Linked DNA regions of Zea mays: region 1 is linked to region 2. Evidence: chromatin contacts called from public Hi-C data. All regions are on one chromosome and are shown on one strand. Each heading gives the region's core, a stretch centred on a gene start, on an enhancer-like site or on the middle of the called end of the contact. The rest is flanking DNA. Distances are from core to core; before and after follow the strand shown. Region 1 holds the start of LOC100280884 (complex 1 protein containing protein). Region 2 holds the start of LOC103637620 (carotene epsilon-monooxygenase, chloroplastic).

Evidence for each region. A called contact is a pair of places that touch in the nucleus more often than the background predicts.
Region 1: a contact with region 2 is called in a Hi-C map of ear, with 7 times the contacts expected there. The contact joins the promoter of LOC100280884 here to the promoter of LOC103637620 in region 2. A contact is called at or near these places in 12 of 25 Hi-C or Micro-C datasets (bundle sheath, ear, endosperm and 5 more) and 1 of 3 datasets of contacts at active chromatin or transcription factors (leaf).

The regions. Positions count from the first base shown.
Region 1 is chr1:88,189,144-88,195,959 of Zm-B73-REFERENCE-NAM-5.0, reverse strand. LOC100280884 (complex 1 protein containing protein) reads right to left here and starts at 3,530. Exons shown (of 3, transcript NM_001153804.1): 1 at 3,374-3,530.
Region 2 is chr1:87,878,137-87,885,211 of Zm-B73-REFERENCE-NAM-5.0, reverse strand. It overlaps LOC103637620 (carotene epsilon-monooxygenase, chloroplastic), which reads right to left and starts at 4,181. Exons shown (of 10, transcript XM_008659899.4): 1 at 3,496-4,181. The coding sequence starts at 4,002.

The DNA of each region.
Region 1 (6,816 bases), core at 2,281-4,780, 310 kb before region 2:
CAAACCTAACACCTAAAAATAAGTCTTTTACATCTCGGCTTATTTTATTATTCCAGATCTGAATGTGACTGTGACTCTTTATTTTTGACCCCTTAAGATAAGGCGGGCACCCTCCGTGCATTGGACTTACACGTGTGCAGCCACTTGGATCCCAAGGACGCCATCTGGACAAAAGGGGAGCGCATGGATGGCCAACTGGAGTAGGTCGCAATAATGACCAGCGGAGGCACCCTCGTGGCGGCCGGTAGCGGAATGTGGTGGCGCTAAGCAGTGCGCCCTTGCCGATGATGAGAGGAGCGCCTTCTCTACCGCCGCTGCCGTAGAGTTGAAGTTCGTCGCCCGCGGGACACGCACCACGCTCGCACTTGGAGACAGCAGACCAACACGATTGTTGATGATCGTCTGACAAGGTGAGGTCACGCCCCTGTGTGCCGAGGTCAACCGCCACCAAGGTTGCCTCGTGCATTCGGCGGCGCACCCGCTGCAGCCGCTGGTGCACTAGGAGGCCACGCGCCGCATCCTGCAGCCGCACAGCCGGCAACGTCTGGTGTCGTGCGGTCAATGCTAGCTACCGCTCATGTTGCTCCGCTGCCTTGATTTGTAGCAACCCCTGCTCAACCACCAGGAGCGAGGCTTGCATCTTTGTGAGATTAGCCCTTATGTTGGCCCACAAGTCCACCATCAATGGAGATTGTGATGGCTGCATCGACGACAGTGCCAGTGACTGCCCATGTGGATGTCGACAGTGTTGGGGACGACGGCTTGACGAAACTGGCAGCAGAAGCCTTGCGGTGTAAATAGAAACCCAAGCTATCCGATACCAGATTGTTATGGTAGCTAGATCGGTGAGGAATTGGAGCTGCTGGTGGAGGCGACGCGTTAACAGTAACCCGCCAATTAACACTAGATGCGTAGAATGGACTGGAGAGGGAGATCGATGGGCAGGAACGCCGGCCGAGGGTCTCTGCCCACGGCCGAGCAAGAGGAGGGTTTCTCCCTTCTAATTCTTGCCTACTTTATTTCTCATCCATTGATTACATAAATAGGCCGGTTGGCCGTCCCTATCTAGCTAGAGATCCTTGTCTACTAAAAACTCTCAACAAACTACTAACTGATAACCTTACTAGATAATCTCAACTAATCTCCTAGATAATCTCAACTAATCTTCTTATCCTTTGACCTGCGCTCCTTGCTGCTGCTCCTTGCCGGAGCCCCCTTGGGCCCTGACAGGTCCTGGCCGCAGCCCTCTTGGGCCCTGACAGAAGAAATCTTCGGTTTTGATTTCACAACAATGAGAGGAGCCCTAAGAACAGAACGAATTCCTAGGATAATAAATCCAAGCAATATACGAATACTGGACAGAAAATCAGAAAAGGAATAAACCAATCCATAAAGGGATAAAGGAATCTTCAGATTTGATCACCACTCAACTGCACAAGAACACAAGAACGATACATGAATAGTGTTGAAGTTACAACAATGGACAGAATAGCGAACGGTCGAGGATCCAGTGGGTGGAGAGCAGAGGGATGCAAGCACAGTGTGCTGGCTACGCCAAATATTGGGGCTTGAGGACTAGGTTTGGACATCAGAGCAGACCTTGGGCTTGGTCACTGATGGCTAGCCTTCATAGTATCCTATAGCCCATGAAATTTTCAAGTATCAGAATTTCTAAATATTGCTGGACTAGATTTTTTATGCCATCACTCACTTTTCAACCAGCTGGATCTTTCTAAAAAAATAGTGGTCAGGGTGTAATTAGCTGAGACCCATACTTGTACTTCCCATGTAACATTTTAATACTTTGACATTACTGCACTTTCCTGAATGTGGGAAAATAGCATCCAATGATAACAGAGTATCAAAATTCACAATGCAAACAGATAAGATGTGGTGCAGTAATTTAAATATAGTTCCATATATATTTTGTGTGTAGTTTATTACAGCATCACAGGTCATGCAGGATAGGGCTACCATACTTTCTACTCACTGTTTTAAGTAATAACGTATGCATGTATAGGGCTTAACTAACTGCATATAATTGGCTAGTTTCAGAACCACAGTTTTTTTCACCAGGGCCTGCTTTCTGCCACCATTATCAGTTGTGCACATTATGAATTGATCACCATAAATCTGCATTTATATTATGTGATCAAAATACTTATATAGTCAATTTTTATGATACATGTTTTTTATGATGGTGCCAACTCTGCAAGTCATAGACAAGTCTGTATGCTTCATTATAATCCTTTAACCATGCGTCGAAGATAAGACACTGCTGGTTAATTCAAAAATATGGCACGCATATTAAGTGAGCGGAACTTTGATAAACATGAACCACAGATATGTTGCTTATTATCACAGTTTCATAGTAATAAACTATTATCGCATAGAGCCCTTTAATATCCATGTAAGCACAACAAGAACTATGGCTGATAAGGCAGGGGCCTCTTACGGGGATGTTTTCAACACAGTTTTTTTGACACTGTACAATAAGTTTAATACAAAAGAATTTGTGTATGTAGAAGATTTTGTTTTCCTAGGAAAAATAATACACCACGAACCTATGATGGCAATTTTAGTAGGACAGGATCAGAAATGGGCTAAAGTACAGCAAGGCATCACTTGGGAGAAAAAAAGACTACTCATGTTAAGCATGGTCACTATCAAAGTTTTTTCTTGACTCTGCTGCTACTACTAACACCAATTTGAGGACTTTAGCAACTGTCCCTTGCTTCCCAGCTCGATGTTCATCGGTTAGTATCTAATCACGATGGTTCTCAGATAAGCTGCAGCATGCCAACATCCTATGCCCTCTTTCCTACTTCTATGTGCAGAAATGGGCCAGAGATCAAGGCTTGTTGCAGGAAGCCTGGAACATAACTGCAACAAGGTGACGAACCCAGTGAAAGACGTGTATACACATGTACACCAAATAATATTTTATACAATATGAAAAAAATGAAGTTTGTAGGCACAAAACATGTATACTACACAGGGCCTATTTGGGTCCGTTTTCACTCTTCACTAAAAATTAGCAGCTAAAACTAGTACTAGCTAGTGGATCCAAATATAACTGCTAATTATTAGATGGTGCTGGTACCTATTAGTTCCACTAGCAGGTTTGAAGTTGCTAATAGGTGCTAATAGCAATTAACTGTCGAACCACCTTATTAGCTAGTGAATCCAAACACCCACTACTAAAATTAGCTAGCTAAAAAATAGCAGTTATTAGCTAGCTAATGTTTAATACTAATGGATCGAAACATACACTAAGTAATTGTATCAGATCAGATACGAATGCAAATAGCTTAAGCTAGTGTTTGGGCGCTCGGTTCCGCACAGCAGGAACGGAAGAGAAGGGGTGGGGTACCTGTTGGGTGCTGGTCGCCGGTGAAGGGCCCGAAGATGAAAACCTGAGCGCCTGGCGACTGGCGTAAGGCGGTGGCGGCGTTCGCCCACTCGTCGACACTAGAGAGAGAGGACACGGGAGAACCACGCGGGTCCGACCAATGCCTCTTCCTGGTCTCACTCACAAATGCAGTTTTCGGCCCATGTAAGCTAGAGTTCGGTCCAATCAACCGGTTTCGGCCTAGCCGGAGTTAAGCCCACAAAAGTGATATTTCTCTCTGTTTTACCGAAAAGTTATTAATATTGTCTTTTTATTGCTAGAACATCTGTTGATATAATTCCCGAACATTTTTTTTTGTGCGCACATTCCAACCGCCGTAAAACTTGTACTCTTATTTTTATTTATCGCATTTTAAGTTAAAAATAAATTAGCCGACGATAAATATTGAAGAACAAAGGTATTATTAGCAGCTAAAAAAAGCGACCCTTTTCACGTCTTCGTCGAGCCTCAGCCTGGTTCCTCAATCCTTTACCTCTGCTTGCATGTCGCAATGATCCATGCAGGTATTACCCCTGCATGTATATCGCAATGATCCATACAGGTATAGCGCTACGGCGCAGAGGAGGCCAGAAGCCAGATTGATTGCGCACGCACGTCCAAACCGGCGACGGGGGTGAGGGCTGGATGTCGAGGCTAAACCGCGGCGCAGGCGTTCCTTGAACCGACTTGGGGAGCGAGTGGAGTTCAGGTTCTCCAACCTTCGTGCCGGCCAGGTGACACTGAAGACTTTTGTTTGTTTGTTTCTCTCATTATTATACGTTGCGACTTGCGAGCTCGGTGATTTGTGCGAGGTCGAGCGGTCATTGGTTCCATCGTTAGGGTATGCATTAGGAATTTTAGGTAGGGGCAAGAATTGCAACTCAAGATTGAGCCGTTTGAATTCTGGGTTTGGAAAAAAATTGCCGTTGATGATTCAGTACTGCCATGTGATACGGCGATTTGTCCTCGTGTGATGGACCAGACAATCGATTCATAATCCATAGAATGATAGAATTGGATACATACATTGTTTGGCAGGTTGAAGTGTACATATGCACTCTTTGTAGTAGAAAAAGAGTTTCCTCCTTGGTGTTTAATGATAATTTTTTGCTACCTGGAGATAATTGTGCTTGTAGATGGCTCCACCTCTTCATGGTTTGTTGAGGAGTGTGCTTACATGTTATTCCTGATTATAATGAGCATGCAGCTTTAAGTAGTAACTGTGGCCCAGATTGATTGCAACTATATATGATTGTATAAGGGTCTGGCATTTATTGTTCGGCACTTGTACTCATTTTGCTCATAATAGGCATGGTGACATGCATCATAAAACATATTGAGGAAACAATACATGTGCTATTTCATTTGTTCCATGATGGTGAAATATAAACACCAATTATGCTTGTGAATTCAGTGGTAATGTTGTGTGATGTCCTGAAGTACTCGAGTTTATTAATGTGATTTTGACTGACATTTATTCAATAGTTACTAGTGAGATAAGTCTGTTAATGTTATCTTCTATTTTATTGTTTCTAAACATGTGCCAGGCTGTTAATTTCTATAATCTTAGTGGACACATGCAAAACAATTGCCAGGTCAGTAAAGTGGCCGCTCTAATATGAATTTGCCAATGGCCTGACTCGATCCTAGAATCAATTTGGTTTTCTCAAGATGTAGTGTCGAAATAATATGAGGATTGTCAATGTAGGATTGTTGTTTCCATGGTATAGTTTTGTTACTATACATATATTTTATTTATTACTTGTTTATAAGATTTTTTGCCTATGTACTATATTGTAGTGTTACATGCAAAACATCTCATGTTATAGGGATCAACCAAAGGTGTTATCCTCGGGGAACTTTTTCTCAACCTTACTAACTATCTGAGTTTAGAAGACGCAACTGCAATCTCATTGCCATTGAAGAAATGCAATTCTGGAACAGTTTTACATGTTTGTTTCAACAGAGGTGTTGTTTTCCATCTATAGAATTTCCAAAAGTTTGGTGTTTCATATGATTCATTCACTTGTTTTACCATTCTTTTAGTCTATGCATTTAAAAAAAATAAAAGGCAGGAGCTATGCCATTCAATTAAGTTTAGAAAATAGAGTGTTTTATGTACACATGGCACACATTGGGTCAAACACACCGATCCCAACACTTATTAAGCATGGTTTGTGTTACTTCAAATGTCTAATTTATTTAGTATGTGTAGTTATGCTTCAAATTATAGTATTACCAAATAAGTAGACCTAATCAAACGTCGGTTCAGGTCGAATCAAGGTCGGGTAGTGGGTCGTTTGACACGGCCCGTACCCGACTCGTGCCTAGTGTCGGGTCGAGTTGGCCCATGCTTCCCTGTTAGATGTATAAGGTCAGGTTTTTTTTTTGCTTTAGATCAGGTTTTTCGGGTTAGGTCAGGTTTTGGAATAAACTTCATGGCCTGTGTCGAGACTGTGGATTGTTGCGAGCCAAAAACTATTTCTCGTACCCACCTGTTGCATTGGTCGGGTCGAGTCGTGTTTTTTCGAGCAAATCGAGTCGGGCATCCTATGATCAGGTCTATGAATAAGTCAAAGTAATTTGATGTTCTCTTGACCTGCATGAATTGTGCTACTTTAGTTTTCTCTAAAATAGTTTCCTATTCATGTGACTTGGCATCAAAATTAGTTGGATTGGATGTTATATACTCATTGGCGGCGATTTGGTTAGGCCCAATGATTTCAAGTCGTCCGACTAGTCGTGATTAGTCGGACTAGTCGGTTTTAGTGGAGCGACCAGGGTATCTGATCCGATTAGGTCGACTAATCGTCCAGTCGTCGACCAAGTGTGATTAGTCGTCAAGTTAATGTGTGGACGATTAGTTAGGTTTAGTTGGCTAGCGGTTGGCCTGTTTTTGCTTTAGGCTGGACATCTACAATTAAGGCCCATTTAGTGTAACAAGCATGGTAGAATTCACAACCTAATGAGAGAGAAGCTAGGTGGTGATCTTGTTAGGCCAGGTGTGACTCGATTTGCTACCTCATTTCTGACATTGGCGAGCATGCTTAGGCATAGGAATGGTCTAAAGAGTATATTTGTTAGTGATGAGTGGCACCTAACTAAGTTTCCCAACACTGAAGAAGGGAGGTAAATCACAAGAATTGTGCTTTCTATGCCATTTTGGGAAAACGTGGAAAACTGTCTAAGGGCTTCACAACCACTCCTCGTTGCTCTAAGGATTGTTGATGGAGATGAGACACCAGCAACCCAAGAAATCATGGCAACATTGGATGTTGCAAAAGCCACCATAAAGGAGTCATTGAAAGATAAGCCAAGATTACAAGCAGATGTACTATCATGCTTTGAAAAAGATGGGAAAATCAAATGGAGCAAAAACTGTATGGATCAGCCCTATACTTGAATCCAAGCAAGTTGTAATATCC
Region 2 (7,075 bases), core at 2,932-5,431:
GGTTCTGCCTTTGCATCGCATTCTGCCTTTCTGCGCGACGCGAGCCCACAAACCAGTCCCCCGCTCCGGCAGCCCGCGTGCCCCGCTCCCCCAGCCGCGGGAGCAGCGCTAGCTTCCATCCATGGCTGCCCGCGCGCCCGGCTCCCCTTTCCTTGCGCGACGCGAGATCGGCGAGATTGCCCACAAATCGCGGGACGGCGTGGCAGCCTTGCCCCGCTCCCCAAACAGCGTCGGCTTCCCCCGCGCCCCACTCCCCCTTTCCTTGTGCGACGCGAGCCCACAAATTGCGCCAATCCATGGCAGCCCGCGTGCCCCGCTCCCCCAGCCGCGTCCCGCTCCCCCCGCATCCGCATAGGTCCATTCCCCCACCCCGCCGTCGCTCCGTCTCGTCCACAACCACCCCCTTCTTCGCCCACACTCTGCGACCGCCCCGCATAGGTCCATTCCCCCACCCCGCCGTCGCGATGCTCGGAATACTGTCGGGGCCGATGCCCGTGCTCCACGCCTCCCTGGGCGCCCTCGCCCTTCCGCTCATGCCCACATGCCCCTTCCGCTGCTCCACCTCCGTCGGGCCCTCTCTGCCCGCGTCTCGACCGCCACCGACGGCGTCGAGGGCAGTCCCGGCCCTGTCCGCGTCCACAGGGACTGGAATGGCAAGACGATGTTGGGCCCCGGGATGGGCACGCAGCCGGGCAGGCGCACCGCCTCGGCAAGGTCCCGAAACTCGCCGGGCATGAAGGAGGCCTGCTCGGGGAGGTGGAGGACAAGTGAGAGCGCATGGAGGTTCATGGGCATGAAGAGGCACCGTGCGGTCACGCTGGCGTCATGTGCAGCGGTGAAGAAGGTTATCCCGAACTGGTCGGTCACGAACGCGACGAGGCGGGTGGTGTCGTGGAGCTCCACGAGCAGGCCCGCGAGCATCGAGAGTGAGCGCGTGCACTCCTATGTCATGGGCGTCTTGAAGGCGGCGGCGCGGGGCAGGTCGGAGTCTCGGAGAGGTCGACGGGCGGCATCACCCACGAGGTGACGGACGGCGGCAACGACGCGAGAACTGTTTATTCTGATGTCAGTGATACTAGCACCGCATTTACCAATCCATTCCCTTCCCTGGGAAACAACAAGTATCTATTACAAATAATTCTTAACATGTGTAGTCTATCATTTCATTGTTTTCTATTTTCTTGCAGTGAAATTTGGTTCGCATGTCTAAAGATGTTACAGTTTCATTTATATTTTGTTTTAATTTCACTTATGTAGGAGTTGCTGGGGACTATTGGATTAAGTGGCACAGCCTGATCTATTGAGCTTGGCCCTTACCTGCAGCACTCTATTAAATTTCTTTTGAGCATGGTGGTCTTTGAAGCATGACAATGGCTGCTGTTAGGTTTGGTAAGTTTGATGCCTTTGGATAGACCTGCACTCTTTCAATTCGTCAAGTTACAAATACTTGCAGGAATCGACCCTTGTAAATTCTTTCAAGAAAAGTTCCTACACAAATACCAACCTATCACAGTTCTATTCAATTCAACACCAACTCGCGCTGCGTGGCCGACGCCGCGGACGCAAAGTTGATGAGCATGGTCGGGATGTCGCGCCGCACCGCAGGAGCTTGGCCAGCTCCGCCAGCGGGATCAGGTGGCCCAACCCTGGCGTGGCCAGCATGGTCACGTGCAAAGGCCCGGGCTTCTTGCTCGATCTAGGATTCCCGGTGTTGATCTAGAGGGGCCTTTTCTGAGTGGTTCTTCTCACGGCGGCGGGTTGTCTTCTGCTCACAGTCACCATGCCATAGAGTTTTGCTTGCAAGTGTGGTGCGTTTTGTACGCGTGCAGAGGATTGCTGTTTGTGTAGTCACACTTTGATTTTATTGTTTGTCTATATAGCATGGCCGGAAATCCAATGATTTGTGGTAATAATTCTAGAGATAACTACTCTCACTTGACCAACTCTCTTATCCATCGATGATCTGAAAAGTCAGATCTCTTTCCATTGTTCAAATTTGGGATATTAATTCTCGAGTGTCGATTCACTTTGTTTCCTTTTGTGAACAGGTTCTGGACCTCGTCGGGAATGCTATCATGAACAATAATAAGACAGGCATCATATTGCTATGTCTATGGTTATTGTTTTTTCAGTTTTGCTCTTTTGGGTTCTTTCGGGTGGGGTAAAAGTGTGGATTCATGTGCACATTTTTTGTTTTGGGGGAATTTATATTTTTTAACCATGAAAGGTGAGAAGGTTGATTATGACAACGGTAGGGACTGTCTGAGCAACCATATTGATAATAATTCTGATTAGTTTTTTCTAAGAATCGTTAAAATCAGCAAGTTCTTTTAGGATCTTTGAATACTTTTGGTTCACGAACTAACAATTTATCTTCAGGTTCCTGTTCTGGAGACTCCTAAGAGCACCTCCAAGAGGCGACCAAAATGCATCCCAAAACCTAATTGTCGGCTTTGAATCGAAACTAACTGGACCTTTCCGTGTTCTCTTCTGTAGCAATGGAGCACACAGCCAACAGTATGCAGTTCTTTATCTCAACCTTCAACTAAGTTGTGCCCTGAGAATTGTTTTGTTACGTTAATGGGAAGAACAATTCTTTTTTCCCTTACAACACAAAGGGGAAGATAGATAAAATGCATATAAGTTCTATAGAAGGATGAGCTAGAGCTAACTCAACGTCAGCTAGAACTGTTGATAAGGTGTTCCCTGGAAACTTGTGTGTTCCTGGCAACCTTTAAGCATCTGTAGAATCACTTATCATTTGTTTTCCTAGCAACATGTGTGTTCATTTGTACCTGTATCCCTATTGTCTGATACTGAATCAACAGAAGGGGAGGGGCTGGGGAAATGAGTCAGCCGAACAGCCTTCGGTGGCCCAATACAGCTTGTTGTAGCCCAGTTTTTAGTTTTAAAAATTTTCAGGGAAGTTATTAACATTCTGGTGTAGGTTTACATCTTTTTAGGAATTTTTTTCTAACAGCCCCCAATCACAAGTTTTGGCGAACAATTTTTAAGGGAACTTTTGGAGTTGCTCTAATGGCCATGTTTTTTAGAGTAATGCTATTGCACGCTATGGTATATATATCCATGCTTTCCAATTTAATTATTTCTTGTTTTTTCGCTGCTGACGACATGTCTCTGTTTCTTTTCAGTTGCTCGCTTGAAGGATGACAACCCTCTTTTGGGGTCTTCTCGTATTGAACAAGTGGCTGATTTATCGAGTGTGTGTAGACTGAGGAAACAACTATCTCTCTCTATACCTTTAAAGCGTGATTTTTGTTGAAAAAATGGAGGATGCTAGGATCAAATCGTGGTCGTTTGGATCAGAGTGCCCATCCTCTACCTCTGTAGCTCATGTTTCTTTGTGTTATACAAAAGATAGATCGGTCAAATATGATATATAAATACCGTTGCAACGCACGGGCAACTAACTAGTAAGTAACTAAGAAAGTCACTGAACTAAGCATAGAGCAGGAAGAGAGACAGAGAACGCACCGTCCATAAGTCGCCTTCTGCGATGGCGAAGCCGGAGCCGAAGAGGAACTCGGAGACTTCAGCGACTAGTCCCTTAGCGTAGCGCGAGCCGTACCCACGCAGCACGTGCCTGGCGACGGCGGGGTCGCTGACGATGACAAAGTCCTGTGGCCCCGCGGCAAGGCGGTACACGGGCCCTTCCTCGCGGAACCACTTGAAGAGCGGCAGGAAGAGCGCGCCGCCGAGGAGGTCCCGCACATCATCGAGCTTGGCGGACGCGACGGGGATCCCCGAGTCGTCGCCGCCGCTCCGGCCGACCGCGCGCGAGAGAGACGTGAGCCAGTCGGGGCTCGCCCACGGGGTGGCAGTAGAGGGCTCGTCGCCCCCGCTGCTTCCGCTTCTCGGCGGGGGCGGGCGGACGCGGACACGGACGTGGACGCGACGAGGAGGCGGACGTGGGGACCACGGAGACAGCGACGGCGACGGCGACGCGGCGATGGAGGGGGAGGCGAAGACCGTGGCAGGCATCGCCGTGTGCCGGCCGATGCCACCAGACCAGCTAGGGTGTGGCCGTTTGGGATTGGAGTTGCCGAGGTGGTGAGAGACGCAATTACGGAAGGAGGGAGAGTGGGGATTGGTGTGAGAGCCTGAGAGGAGGAGGAGCAGCCGTTGGCCGTTGGAGGGGAAGGGGGAATTGGGGGATATGTTGTGGTGGGCCCCCGAGGAAGTGGTTGGGAAAGGGAAGTGTCAGTTCAGTTGTCAGGCTATTCGCAACCGTTACCTCTAAATTTTTTCCTCAATATCATTTTTCCCTCTATTTTTTCTCCTATTTTTTAATCTCCCGCAGCGGTTTCCCCTAAATACTCCCCTATACTCCACTACAACTATAAAATATTATTTTCTATATCAATTATCAATTTTTTTTACTAACAATTACTCGTGGACACACAGCATAGTGTTTAGAGTGATGAACAGTGACACGCTAGATCTGGGGGAGAGAGAAGAGGGCCGACGCATATGGACGCTGTAGGGGGCACCGCTGCGGTCGTAGAGTGCCTATAGGCGGCATGCAAGGGGAGGAGCCTGCGTAGGGGCTGCGTTGCAGACTTGCAGTTAGTCTCATGGAGTGGAGCCCGTGAGTTTCCGTTAAATTTTGCAGTGGCTTTGGACTAGCAGTCTTCCTGATGTGCGGTGTCACGTAGGCCGCGGCGTCGGCTACGATGCAGCCCAGCATACAATACGGCCCAATACGAAAGATACAGATATTAGACAGCAAAACCAAAGAGTTTTCATCCATAAAGACTCTGACTTCTGAGACAGCGATTTTCTGAACATAGGATGCCCTGCCCGTCATTTTTACCCAAAGCCTCCGATCCTTGCGGCGGAGGTATAGCGGCAATATTCTCGCCGTTCGAACGGAGACGAGGCGCCGAAATGTTCCCGTTCGAACGGCCTGACGAAATCACGCGCCGAGCCGCCGAGCACTCTTGTTAAATTTTTTGCTAGACGTTATTCCTTAATATGGTGGCCTGTTATCAGTAATACTTTTTTTCTTATTTTGGCGAGAGATTAGAGAGAAGCATGTTGCATGCGTTGATGTCTATTCGACTATTCCGTTTGCCAGGCACCAGTGGATTGTTTTCCTTTTCTTTTTTTAGTATTTCTTTCTTTTTATATCTTTTTCCCTTCTTCTCTAATTCTTCTAGGATGGCAATTTAACTCACAAATCTGAAATCTGACGAGTGTGAGTACGGGTGAAGATTCTGACCCGCTGGTGCAATCCGCACTTGATTTGAAGTTTCCTTGGTGTGGATGCGGGTTTCTATTTCAACCCGCGGGTGACCCACACCCGACACAAAATTTGATTCATTCTTTATTTTGCGCAAAAATGATTAATATACAATAGTAATTATTTTTTAATAAGTAACTTGGCTAATGATTCATAAATTTTTGTGTTGCTGCTAAACATGAAAAGGCTTAAACTCTGTAAATATAACTTAATTACTACCGGTGTTGGAGACTTGTTCTCAAATACTATGAATTAAGAACAAGGCAACACAAAATATTAAACGTTAATGCCCTTCGTTCTACAAAACATTATTTCACTTAGAATATAATGATCTTCAGACGAAGGTCATGAATGATATACCTTCATCATCGCAATATGTGTTAAATAAAAGAAGAAGCGTATGATATATAGGAAACAATCATAAGTGATCGTATAACACTGTTAATTCACTCTTATTATATAATCATGGAAAAGCAGGAACAATATTGAATTACAAAAGTACCTTCGGCTTGTCAGAAGGCAAAAGAGTACAAGCGTGACGCAAAAGCAAATACCAGTCAGCGTGAACAGTACGGGTGTACTGTTCATCTATTTATAGACACAGGGCGCAGCCTGTGAGAAATTACACTCGTGCCCTTTACACTTATTATTGACTTATAGACAAATCTATGAGGACTAGATAGCATTTTCCCTTTAAGTCGGTTCCTTTTTTCGCGATTGAGCCGAAGCTCCCTTGCGCGTAGCTTCGGAGCAACGGTGACCTTCGTCATGATTATGCTCTTCCCATCGTGTATGCTTTTATCTTGAGTCTGAAGGTACCTGTCCATAAGCCATGCTTGGAAGATATTGTTAAATTACGTTTTTGAGGACCTTCGGAGGACGAAGGCCCCCAACAGTAGCCCCTCGCAGTATTAATTTGTTTAGGATAACGAATTCAGACTGCGACATGGACGAAGGCCTTAAGCAGAAGGTCCGAAAAAACACCTTCCCTTTGCTAGAATAGCAACAGTCAATGATAGGCGGGACCCTCTAATTTGGAGCGCGCCGAGCGTATAGATAAGAACTCACCCTGACTAGATTTGGTACACTGTTTGTGCCACTTGCTTTGTTTGCTCAATTTTATAGCTCTTGCTCACCAACGCTTGCTTAGTTTCTCAGGCTTTCTAAGCTTCGGTTTGAAGGACACATTTTCGTCATTTCCGAAGATAAGATGTCTCAAGACAAGAAAGTTGCTGCTGAGACGAAGCTCACTGAAGAGGAGAAGCTCTTTGAGCAGAAGAAGGCTGCTAATCCTTATATAGCTGGGTTTATCAAGTCAATGGCAAAGTCAAATACAGAGAAGATTACCAAGGAAATCCTGGAAGGCTTGTCTGAAGACACTGGTGACAGTGACAGTTATGACGCAGAGAGTGGAGGCGAAGACTCTGAGAATCGACCTTGGAGACCAAGTCATGCAATTTTCGGAAAATCGACCATCAAGAAAAGTCACCTTGAAAATATGAGGGGAGGATACTTTCGGGACATGTCTATTGTGAGGGCTAGCGAAGACAACAACGTTCCTGCGCCTAAGGAGAACGAAGTTGTGATTTTCTGAAGCTTCTTCAAAGCTGGGCTTCGGTTCCCACGAGCAGGTTTGTGGTCGAAGTGTTGAAAATTTATCAGATCTTCCTCCATCAGATTACCCCCGAAGCTATATTAAGGATGGGGATTTTTGTCTAGGCAGTAAGGAGTCAGGGGCTAGAACCGAGCGCAAAGTGCCTCTGTAGTATGCACGAACTTTTATAAGAGACAAAAGCCATGGGTAAAGAACAG